Linked DNA regions of Drosophila melanogaster: region 2 is linked to region 1. A link is a contact called in public HiCAR-type data. All regions are on one chromosome and are shown on one strand. The core of a region is the stretch at or near the end of the contact, and the rest is flanking DNA. Distances in the headings are between cores, read along the strand shown. Region 1 holds the start of CG2003. Region 2 holds the start of mod (modulo).

Region 1 (6,026 bases), core at 2,270-4,769:
TTTGAAGCACAGAGAATACAGGAAATTGTAAAATCCCCTTTTTAGTTCTAAACACTAATTAAATGACGAAATATCAGTTTATAGTCTCATTTGTCCATTGGTCTCTCACTTTGTGGGCTCAATTTTAAATGACGTGCTCTAGGTGATGTCGTCGTCATCGTATATTAACCCACTATGAATATCGCGTTCGGAACACTTTATTTCGTTTAAGAGCAATTGAAATAAATTCTAAAGCAAATGGGCTGACTGTGAAAGGCCCAGGAAACAAACAAGCAACGGCAAACAGCCCCTCGGCAACTCTCAGATTTTTGTCTAGCTCGGCTAATGTTCAAATTCACTTAAAAGTGCTAAGGCCATGTAAATGGTATTCCACGTCTCCAGCTCCTAGGCATAAATACCGTCTGTTGTCATCCCATTAATGTCGCATTTTGTAGTTGCGCTTCAGCTTTTAATGACAGCTCCGAGAGCTTGAAACAGTTTATTCCCATCCAGACAACCGAAATTAAAGACTCGTGGGAGTCGCTTAAAAATAATATTCATATGATCTGTCATTCTTTGTCTGCTGATAATGAAACATTTTTATTTCACTACATATTATTGGAAAGCCCATACATATCTAAAGCTAAGAAGTTTGAGATTCTATACGATGAAGAAAAAAAAACGGACGAGAGTTCTTTAATATGTGTCACAGAAGTTCAAGAAGCTCAAGAAGCTACCTCACTGTCAACGTCGAAATGTATGAATGGAGTTTTAACTAACTTAAGATTTAAGAATATGCCATAAAACAAAGTAAAAATCAGAGATATATGTATGTACATAGATGTCATAAGTAGCTGATTTACTCACCCACTTTAAAGAAACCCACACATGTGGAGTCGTTTTCAGCGATGCACCTTCTGTTTATTTAAAATGTTTACACCGCGGAACTAGAGCCATAGGAGACAAACAACCGAAAAGGTCACAACTAAAAATAAGTATATATTTTTAAAAGAGTTCTGTCGCTAATAATTTATGGGAAGACAAAATAATTTAAAATCGAGCAATAGAGGCTGACGATTTGAAGGATATCTATAGAAATTAATTTTCTGGGTCAGAGAGCTCTCTAATAAATTTGCATTTGACATTCCCCTAAGGCTCGGGGAGTTAATCTTATCTCATCGGATGTCACCAAAGATTTTATATCTCTCTGATTACTTTTCAAACATATGTATAGGCATATGCGCTGTGGGTGAGTTGACTAAGTCGAGAGACTTTAAAACTGTTCAAGACACACGTTCGCGAAGATGGTGCTGTTGATTGGTGGCGTTGGTTTGGTGGTGCTAGTAGCAGTAGCTGAACTAGTAGAGAGGGGAGCGTACAAGCGCCTGTAAAAATCGAAAGAAAACAGAACAATTCCCATATGAGACAAAAAATTCTAATATATAAATATATATTACACATATACATTGACAATGCAAGGCATGATCTTGGGGTAAGCTTGTACGAAAAAAGATAAATGCAAAGAAAAGGCACAGATATAGGGAGGTTAAGATGAAAAAACGGGATTGGTTTGCATTTTATTGCAAAAATGAAGTTAGCATTGATTGTAAAGAAACGTATTATCTATGGTACTATGGTTATTTATAGAATATAAATCTATTGTGAAAATGGCAAATCCTATTATTGTAGTAATGTTTAGAAAACATTTTAAAATAGAGCACACCCACGAAAGTACAGAACAGACAGGCTACGAAGACAACAGACAACCAAAAACAAAAATGGATTCAAAGATTGTGCATAGGATGGAAACGGAAAATGGGGCTATAAAATTGTTTTTAGGGACGACCAGAAATATAAATGCATATATAGTGAGGGTAAGCCCATAAATAAAAAAACAAACCAAAAAACTGCAAGCGCAGGGAAATGTAGTAAATATGTATAAGAAAATTTTAATATTTTTTGTCGTACATAATCAGGTCAACAAATTTTAGGTTATTTTAATAAAACGTTAATCACGATCTGTGTATCGCTTCTTCGCCTTCTACTCGGTTTCGGTCGATTTCGGGATATAAGAAAACCAGGAAATTGTACTACTAATTATACAAAATCCGGCAATTAATAAAGCTCACCAAATTTCTTATCCATTCAAAAATCGTGTGCGGTATTTATGTTGTCAAGCTTGTTTTGACACACCGTGCAGTCCGATAAAAAATAAAATTTACACTTAGAAATAAGAGAACCCAGAAAGCGTTACAAAATTAAAATATGTTGCGGAAGCAAATAATATTTGTAGTGTAATTGTGTAGTATAATAATTTTTCCTTGTAAATTTCCCTGCTATGAGCACCGACCAACATTGATGTGTTCGTCGGTTTGTGGGCCGTTTGAGCGGTCTATTATGCGGCAAATCTTCTCAATGATGCGTGCCGCACACATGCCACATATGCTCCGTAATATGACAGCCCGGAATCACCGATACTCACGGGCTATGTTAATTTGTATGCGCATCAACACCTTAACGAATAGACGCATTACCACCTATCCTGCTACTTCTAACATAATCCATCACACTAAATAACAATAAATATTTGTGTTTGGGTCACGCACAATAAAATACTCAAAAATGGGAATGATGTTTCGGATACGAAGATTTATTATTTTTTCATCTAATTTCAAAACGTGTGCGTTTCATGTTTTACGAGTTTCGTCTGGAAAATCAACGAAAATTCGTTGCCAGACATAATTAAATCTATTAGTATTTACCCAAATATACTTTTTATATTCCCGGACTTCTAATGCTGAGACCCACCCTCCCATTCCATCAATCCTAATTAACTTGACCTTCCCACTAACGTGAGTTTTTCTAAGTATTTGCATTGAAAATTCAAGGGCTCCAACCGGTTAAAGTTACGTCTCACACGCACGTTATCTTCGCGGTTGTTAGGGAGCTAAGTTGGAAAAAATGAGCATCATTTATCATTTGAAGCAGACCATCTCCGCACTGTTCTTTTGGGTTACGCATGTGCGTTAGTTAATTTGTATAGAAGCCATTGGCAATAATCAACAGAGTGAAACACGTGAATAACTACCAAAGATTTTCGTCGTATTAGTTTTAAGATGAAAATAAAGTCTTAGCTTGTAAATGACCTCATTATAGTCATGTCAGCAGTTTGGTATACCCGATGTGAAAAGTGGGTAGCAAAACCATATGAATACAGATACAATCGCAAACACTTAAAAGCACGAGAGCGGGACCCGAAGCTCCGAAAATGTGTGCTCAAGGTCAGGCCCGTTGAAATTTCGAAACTGGGCATTCAACTTGATAATTTATGAAACGCGTTTGGGCAAAAATACGAGTAGGGAAGGGTACAAATACACAAGCCCAAGACCGAAAACGAATCGAAACCCAGGGCAAAACGCGCAAGCGTGGCCCCAGAACGTATCGCTTGGGACAAAGGGAGACGGCAGATTGTCCAAATGTGGAGCGTGGAGAAGTTTCTGTCTTGGTCTGCCAGAACGACCCGATCCATTGATCGAGATAGCTTCCAGTACGGCTTTATTGTCAGCGCAGTTTGCAAGGGGTCTGAGTGACCGTCATAAATTTTCCCTTGATGATTTGATTGCTGTTGTTGTTTTTTTTTTTTTTTTTTGTATTATTCAAGTAACCATTTTGTGCTTGCTTCATCCCCAACGAAGTTCTTTCAACCCAGTGACTCAGTTTGAAGTGCAGTACAGGTAAAACGTGTTTCAGCTTTTGTTTCTGTTTGATTTTAATAGAATTTTTGGCACGCATTCAGCCGTGGCAGTGAAACAAATGGATTTTAATGTGGAGTGTAAATTCTGTTATCTAAAAGAAATACACGAGACATTTGTGGCGGGCAAGAACTCATTTCTGTTAATTACTGATAAGCGAAACTAGAAACTAAAATATACAGTCTGATAACTAAGTAGTTGAAAAAAAAATATATTTTGAAATCTTTTTGTAAGCTCGCCTACGCCGGCTGAAATGATGATACCCCCACTCCAATATACCTTTAGATACTCACTTCGTTTGCTTTTTAATCAGTATGTAATTAACAACAATGGTTCTTGATCATTTCTTTCGCTCAGTGATCAGGGCAGTACATACGTGGCAATGAGTACTGGACTGACAAATTGGTGACTGAACGAAGCGCATGCGGACGCTACATTTCACTTACTTTCGATTTTGCACAATGCTGTGGGCAAGCACAAACAAATGTCTGGGATCAGGGAAGGTAGCAGACGGGCGACAAAGGCGAAAGAGAGGCGGGGCACGGGCAAACTGGCACCGAAGAGAACTGGAGACTTCTACTAAATCCAGAACTCACAGCCACAGCCAGACGCTAATTTGATATTTTAATGGCTTTTTGTTTGCAAATTACGCTCGTCTTGGCGCCGTGCCACCCTGTACATCCCCTGACACCCGGCCGTATCATTGCTACCTACTCTCCCCCTTTGAACAATTTTTAACTGAGTCGTTTGTGACTAAAATAACGGCGCTAGTTGTACGACACTGGTTACTGGATCCACGGCTACAGTTCCCTTCTCTAGTTGACCACGGAAATAAGCCAAACCCCCCAAAGCAGAGTTTCAAAAAGTTGCTAAAGAATATCGCTGTTTAACAAATTATTAAAATTGCATTGAGCATGCCTATGAGTCAGCTAAATTATGCGAAAGAGACAACAACATGAAAGGTCATAGGAGTAAGCTGCCGAAATAAACCATTAAATCATATATAAATCATAGATGGTACCATAACAAAAATAATATTTTTCTTTAAAGGAAACACCGAGATGTGGGATAGAGAGGTATTAATGGAGTGTGTGGGCTGCAGGTAAAATAAGCTTTTTGAAACAGGCGGACAATGGGGAAGAGGGTAATAGATAGGGTAAAACTTAATGCGTGAAGTATAAAGGACTTACAAATCGGTAAGCAACCGGGTATGGAAGCTTGCTCAATTGATTTCGTTGTTATCCGTTTAAATTCGAGTTTGATTTGCACACGTTGATAATTTATTCACTGAAAAAGACGAAAACAATTAAAAAACAATATTAATGACAATAATATTTTTATGTACATTAACAATTTGAATTGTGTTTTAATGCACTTGCTCAGATTTCTACCACTATTATTGCAATAACTTTATACTGGCGGTCGCGGGATATATGCCACTTTGCACTTTGACATACTACATAGCTATATTTATTTACTAATTTTGTAACAAACAGACAAAACCATCAAAACGGTTCGCGTGATTTTGTTTGTCTTTTTGCTGACCCACCGGTGAAACGTACCTAACCGCCGTTTCTTCGCAAACCAGGTGATCACACCACCAAAGAAACTTGCACTGTAGCGATGCACGAAGGATTTACGCTCACGTTTCAACGTGATCAACTTCCTTCTAAGGAAAAACACGAAGCTAAAATTAACGGGACGTGAACGAAACAGAGCAGAAAACGAAATAGGAACCGATTGTCAAATTGACACTGGGTGGACAGGCTACTTTTCGATTCCCAGAAACTTAAAACGCAAGATCCTATTATTTTGCTGGACCCAGCGGTGGAACCTACCTTATCGCCGTTGCTTCGCGAACCAGGTGATCGCACCACCAAAGAAAGTTGCACGCTGCACTGTCGCGACGCACGGAACAAAACCACGAAGGATATATGCTCACGTTGAAGGACAAGGAAAAACACAAAAAGCTAAAATTAACGGGACGTGAACGAAACAGGGCCCAAACCGAAATAGAAACCGAATGTCAAATTGACACTGGGTGGACAAGGCTACTTTTCCATTCCCAGATACCTAAAACCCAAAAACCAAATGTTTTGCTGGACCCATCGGTGGAACCTACCTTATCGTCGTTTCTTCGCGAACCAGGTGATCGCAACGCCAAAGGAAGTTGCACGCTGCACTGTCGCGACGCAGGGAACAAAACCACGAAGGAGATACGCTCACGTTGAAGGACAAGGAAAAACACGAAAAGCTAAAATTAACGGACGTGAACGACACAGAGCACAATACGAA
Region 2 (5,577 bases), core at 2,814-5,313, 74 kb after region 1:
CTATAAAGAAATTTCAAACCTTTTAAAAAACTGTCTACGTGTGAGTAGTCATGGCAATCTTCTGTAACAAATGGCCATGACAGCGTTTATACAGACAGACGGAAATGGTCAGATCGACTTGGTTGGGTATCCTAACAAATAATAAATGTACCTTATAGGGTCGGACTCGCTTCTAGGGTTACAAAGTTTGTAATGAATCAAGAATGCCGTCTTAAATTAAATTAAATTTGTGCTAAAATTAAATTTAAAAACTATTTTAAAGCTTTTTCAAGAATAGTTTTTTTGCATGCACGACTTTAATGACAAATAACAAATCATTGTTTCAAGGTATGGGTATGGATATTTCTAATATTATTATTTTTTAGTAATAAATTTTGAAAACAAATTATTTTTGAAATATTGGAAGAATATTTATAAAACAACATCCAAACCTCAAGCCATCCTAAAACATTTCTTTTTAATTGCAGAAAAGAAATCTAGAAACATTTTTAGTAACGTACTCTACTCAAAAAACTTATTTTAAATTAGTTGCGAACAAATTATCAATGCATTGCAAAGCAATAACAATGTCCCAAAAAGAAGAGGCATAATAAAAAGATCATTAGAATTTGTAAATGAATTTTTGTTTTATGCGTTTTTATAATGGGAGAGGGCATTTAATAAAAAATATTATACAACATTTACATATCAAATTTTGTGAATTCTTTCAACTTTTACAGGTGTGGCCGAAATACTTCGCTCGTGTAGTTAACTTATGCGTGGGCATTTTGTGTAGATCTGGTGTGTTGACTGGTTTATCAATTTCACATTTTAAAATTCGTACACTTTCAGCTTAAACCCTATAGATACTACAATATATGGCCTACACATATAAAATAGCTTAAATCCAACTGTTTACCATGGCTATTGGTATAAAACTTTACATTTAGAGGTTGCCCAATTTTCTCATACTTTTTATATTATACAAATGCCGAAAATAATAGTAGTATTTTCTTCATATGAATTAATAGTTCGATCTATTCCTTTTTCATCTAGGCCTCTGTTTCAGCGCCTTTTAGACGCAGACGGGCAAAGTCCTCAAAAATTATGTCGTCATCTTGTGCCTCGTCGTCGTCCAGCTGAATGAGATTTGTTGTCGTTGGCACATCCTGCCCGCCAGTAGCCGATTCAGTTTCTCCGTCACTCATGCTCACTAACGGCAGACCCCCGCCTGCTAAACTAGCCCGTGGCGATCGCTCCCCTAACAGTGGATGCTCTTCCTCCTCGGGCTTAGGGTGCATTAGTGTGAATGGCAGCTCAGCTACGAGGTCACCATTTAGAAGTGGCGAGCTAATCAGCAACTTCACCTTCACCTTATAGTGGACCATAATACCGAGACTCTCACGCTGAGCAGGATTGGTAATGAGAGTGCTAGACGCCAAATTGGTGTCCTCATGCTTTAGCTGCCCGTCCAAAGCAAGGCCCCATTTATCCTTATTATTTGCCAATAGGGGGCACAACTCAAATACCTTCGAGAGTGTAAATCCCGGAGCCACTTGACATCCGTCTTCTGACTCGATTTCTGCCACTACAGATTTATATTGCGCCGTCGAAAAGAGACAAATATCCGCAAACTGCCGGACACATACCTTAATCTTTTTTACCGTCCGATTTGAGTTGTTGGCCACATGAACGTTGACCGATATTTTTTCGCCGTGGTGGTATAACTCCTTGTCCAAAGTAGCTTCCAAATGGATCTTGTTTGGCTTCATCATAAACTCCTTGCTTACTTCGATCGATGGCTGCTCACCGACTTTGGATGGTGCGTACATGACTTTGCGAATAGTTAGTCGCACCGAGTTCCGCTTGTGGGGTTTGTCCTCCACGTTCTCACCTATTAGTGATAAACATTATGAATAATGGCATCAATGTATGTATGTTTGTTGAAGAAAACCCATGACGCTCGGGTGTGTCAGTAGTCCGATTCGTTACAAAATTTGTCGTTGATGTTGAGTCTATCATGTATAGAATTCCACGATGTTTAATCACAAGCCGACAATTACTGGCATTTACATATGGATATATATATATATATATATATATATATATATTATTCATATATATGCATATACATTCATTTAATTGATCATCAATAGCATTGCTTTAAAAATACGCATAAATATATATAATTGGTTATCCCAAAAACATAAAAGCTAGGAACATTAGATACACAATTGAACAGACGCAAAGTAAATAAAAATGCTGACTCAATTGTCATGAGGGGAAGCAGAGAAGCACTGAGAAATCGTTTCTTCCAACTGTACAAATTCCAACATTGTTGTTTTTATTCTTAAATTGAATTTGGGCTTATATACAGAAAAAATAAATATTAAGTTCTTGTTATAAACTCTTTTACCCAACAACACGCCAATTGCTGCTATTTTATTAATCTCTGTTTATAACAGTAAACAATTTGGCTGCTGAATAATAATAAAATTCCAACAGAAACTATAAAAGCACAAAAATGTGTAAACAAAATAGGGCAATAGGTAATAATATTTATTGAACAGAGAATGTATTAAGGGGGTGCCACGGGCACATAATATATATGCGAGTGGAGCTCGGCGATCGTACGAAAATATGAAAAATTTAAAATTTACAGAAACCAAAAACCTTTCTACTAATAAAATAAAGCACAAATTCTTTAAACCTTTTTTTAATTATTAAATACAGATTAGAAACTAAACAAATAAACATTTTGAAACTATGTAAGATCTTTGCTGTTGGCACACAAATCGTCAGACCGCCAACTGCGGCGCCTGGTTAAGGCGAACAACAGCATTAACTGCGCTGCAACTTCGGTTGATTCAAATTCCAATTAGAAGTGTCGAATTTCAATTAGGTGAACGCTGCGTCATCAGCCCGACGTAGTTGGATTGATTAACCCTGTGTTCCCAACCGCGTGATGCACGCGCTAACTTACACAAAACCACACATATAAGAAATTTACAGTCTAACTTCTATAGAAAAGAACAAAGCTAGTTTTGCTACTGTAACCATATTCTTAATAAATTATTTTATTCTCAGAAACAATAGTACCCGCAATTTAACTGCTCTAAGGTAAAAGAAAAATTTGTAAAGAAAAAAGAAAAATTTGTAAATTTGTAAATTTAATGTATTGCAACATATATAATAAACACGGTATGTGCCACACTGCGAAATATCAATGATTTTGACTTTGACTGACCACCGTATACGGACACACCCACAAGATCAGACCCACAAAGACTCACCCACAAAGGCCTTCAGCTCGTAGTCTACTCCGCAAGACTTGCCCACATCTCCAGGAGCCGGCTGCAAGGACACAGAGGCTGGGCAATAGGGCGGAACCTCAAAATAAAACGGATGGGCGTTCGGCCCCAGCTTTTTAATTAACCTTTCCTGAAGCCGGGTCATCGGGCGGTCCAGCTGCATGGGCGGATAGATCTGCTCATGCGCCAGATACAGGTCCTTACGGAACGTTAATCCCAAAACATCTAGGTCTTCACGTCCGTACCGAAAGGCGGCAAGCACCTGGCCAAAAACCTTACGGTCCTTTACGTACTCTGGATCAATGAAGACAACACCGTCAATGGGATCCACGTGCGTGACATGGTCGACGAAGTCCCGTTTGCCAAGGTAAACTGTTATCTTGCCGTTGGAGGAGCTCTTCTTAAACACCCGAGTCGCCTGGCGTCTGGAGCTGGCATCTCCACCAGTCTCGTCGCCTGCGCTTCCGCCCCCAGTGCTCCCGGCAGCTGTTACATTGGTGCTGGAGCCATTGCTCACATTTGCTCCTCCACTTCCTCCACCACCACCGTTCATTATGTTATTTGGCGGTTATGCTTGTTATTCTGCTTTTCTGCTGTTCCTGCTTAATTGGAACTCCGTTAAATAAATATATGTGTGCGTTGCGGGACTTGTGCTGCAATTTAATTTTTTATGTGTATACTTGTTCCGCCATTTACCAGCACTGCTTGACAGTCATTGGAAAAATACCAGGGAATATTACATACTAACAAATTATGTACTTCTCTGGTATTTCAATTCAGTGCGAACAAACCGATATATGTTTGGTCGTACCATAATCGCAGCCTATAATTAATATTTATTTTGCATTTTTGGCACCTATTTATATTTCCTAAGTGTGCCCTGGCCCATAGTAAGTGACTTTTAATAATTTTTCTTTCAATACCATTAACAATTGCTTGAATTAACATTAAGTTTCCTACTAAGATAAAATGCAACTGCAGGTTGACTTGGCTTTTTAATGAAATATAATATATATATTATAAATTCCTTTAGAAACAGATGATTCATAGCTGATGATTGAGGAAACTTACCATTTGGAATGTATAAACACATGTAAAATCAGACCGTTGGTAAATATCTAATCATAGATTGTATCCTAAGTCTTAAATAAATACTTTATATAAACTGTTTAATATTTATTTTATTTTTTAAAGGCTTTTATTATTTTTATATGTATACATGTGCATGAACGGACTTTAAACCATATTTAGTAGTGGAATAGAGCTATAAAAATGAGATTGAAGTCTCTAAAATACTTTATTTAATCAGCCTTAGCACCGATAGAGCACAACGGTCACACTGTTCTGTCCCTCTTTTCCACGTGCATTTTATTGAACGAAACCACGCGTTGTTCAGTCCAAACTTGACTTTGCTAATTTTGCCCAGAAAACCTCTAAAAGCTGTCAAAATGGCCCAAAAGAAAGCCGTCACCGTCAAAGGAAAAAAAGCTACGAATGGAGAGGAAAAGCCTTTGGCCAAACGGGTAACCAAGTCCACAAAGGTACAGGAAGAGGAGACAGTAGTCCCCCAATCGCCTTCCAAAAAATCCAGAAAACAGCCTGTTAAAGAAGTGCCGCAGTTCAGTGAAGAGGACGAGTCTGATGTGGAGGAGCAAAATGACGAGCAGCCAGGGGACGACAGCGACTTTGAGGTAAGCTATAAAAAAAACGTGGTCTTCTGAATGGATATGGCTAACATTACATGCATAGTATGCACGTATATATAGATCTGCATGGATAAGAATCCATTTTACGTTTTCTTTGCCACGTGGTTGTAAAGATTTTATAATTATAAGACGAGTGCACATAACCCACGATCCTCTGGTTTTATACCGACTCGGTTCATATATCGATAAAAAAAAAATTGTCTTTATTGGTGCTCTCCCATCAGCGGTTATAAGAAAATTGTCTACTTTTCAGACCGAAGAGGCAGCGGGCTTAATTGACGACGAGGCTGAGGAAGATGAAGAGTACAATAGTGACGATGAGGAAGATGATGATGACGATGAGTTGGAGCCTGGTGAGGTTTCCAAAAGTGAAGGCGCGGATGAGGTAGATGAATCCGATGATGATGAAGAAGCGCCTGTAGAGAAGCCAGTTTCCAAGAAATCAGAAAAAGCCAACTCTGAAAAGTCCGAAGAAAATAGAGGAATTCCAAAAGTAAAGGTTGGCAAGATTCCGCTGGGAACGCCAAAAAACCAGATCGTTTTTGTCACAAACCTACCAAACGGTAAAGTAACTGGTTTAT

The links. HiCAR-type assays count read pairs that join an accessible place to other places.
Region 2: a HiCAR-type map of the S2 cell line shows a contact between it and region 1, with 4 times the contacts expected there. The contact joins the promoter of mod here to the promoter of CG2003 in region 1. A contact is called at or near these places in 1 of 1 datasets of contacts at CTCF or cohesin (the Kc167 cell line), 24 of 107 Hi-C or Micro-C datasets (the Clone 8 cell line, the Kc167 cell line, the ML-DmBG3-c2 cell line and 9 more) and 4 of 6 datasets of contacts at active chromatin or transcription factors (the Kc167 cell line and the S2 cell line).

What each region holds. Positions count from the first base shown.
Region 1 is chr3R:31,974,602-31,980,627 of dm6, forward strand. It overlaps CG2003, which reads left to right and starts at 3,520. Exons shown (of 4, transcript NM_143646.5): 1 at 3,520-3,713. heph (hephaestus) reads right to left here. Exons shown (of 14, transcript NM_001300701.1): 2 at 4,922-5,018.
Region 2 is chr3R:32,047,997-32,053,573 of dm6, forward strand. It overlaps mod (modulo), which reads left to right and starts at 4,064. Exons shown (of 6, transcript NM_079875.3): 1 at 4,064-4,180; 2 at 4,324-4,400; 3 at 4,485-4,981; 4 at 5,250-5,559. The coding sequence starts at 4,739. It overlaps krz (kurtz), which reads right to left and starts at 3,997. Exons shown (of 2, transcript NM_080249.5): 1 at 3,273-3,997; 2 at 1-1,873. The coding sequence starts at 3,843. The coding sequence ends at 1,032.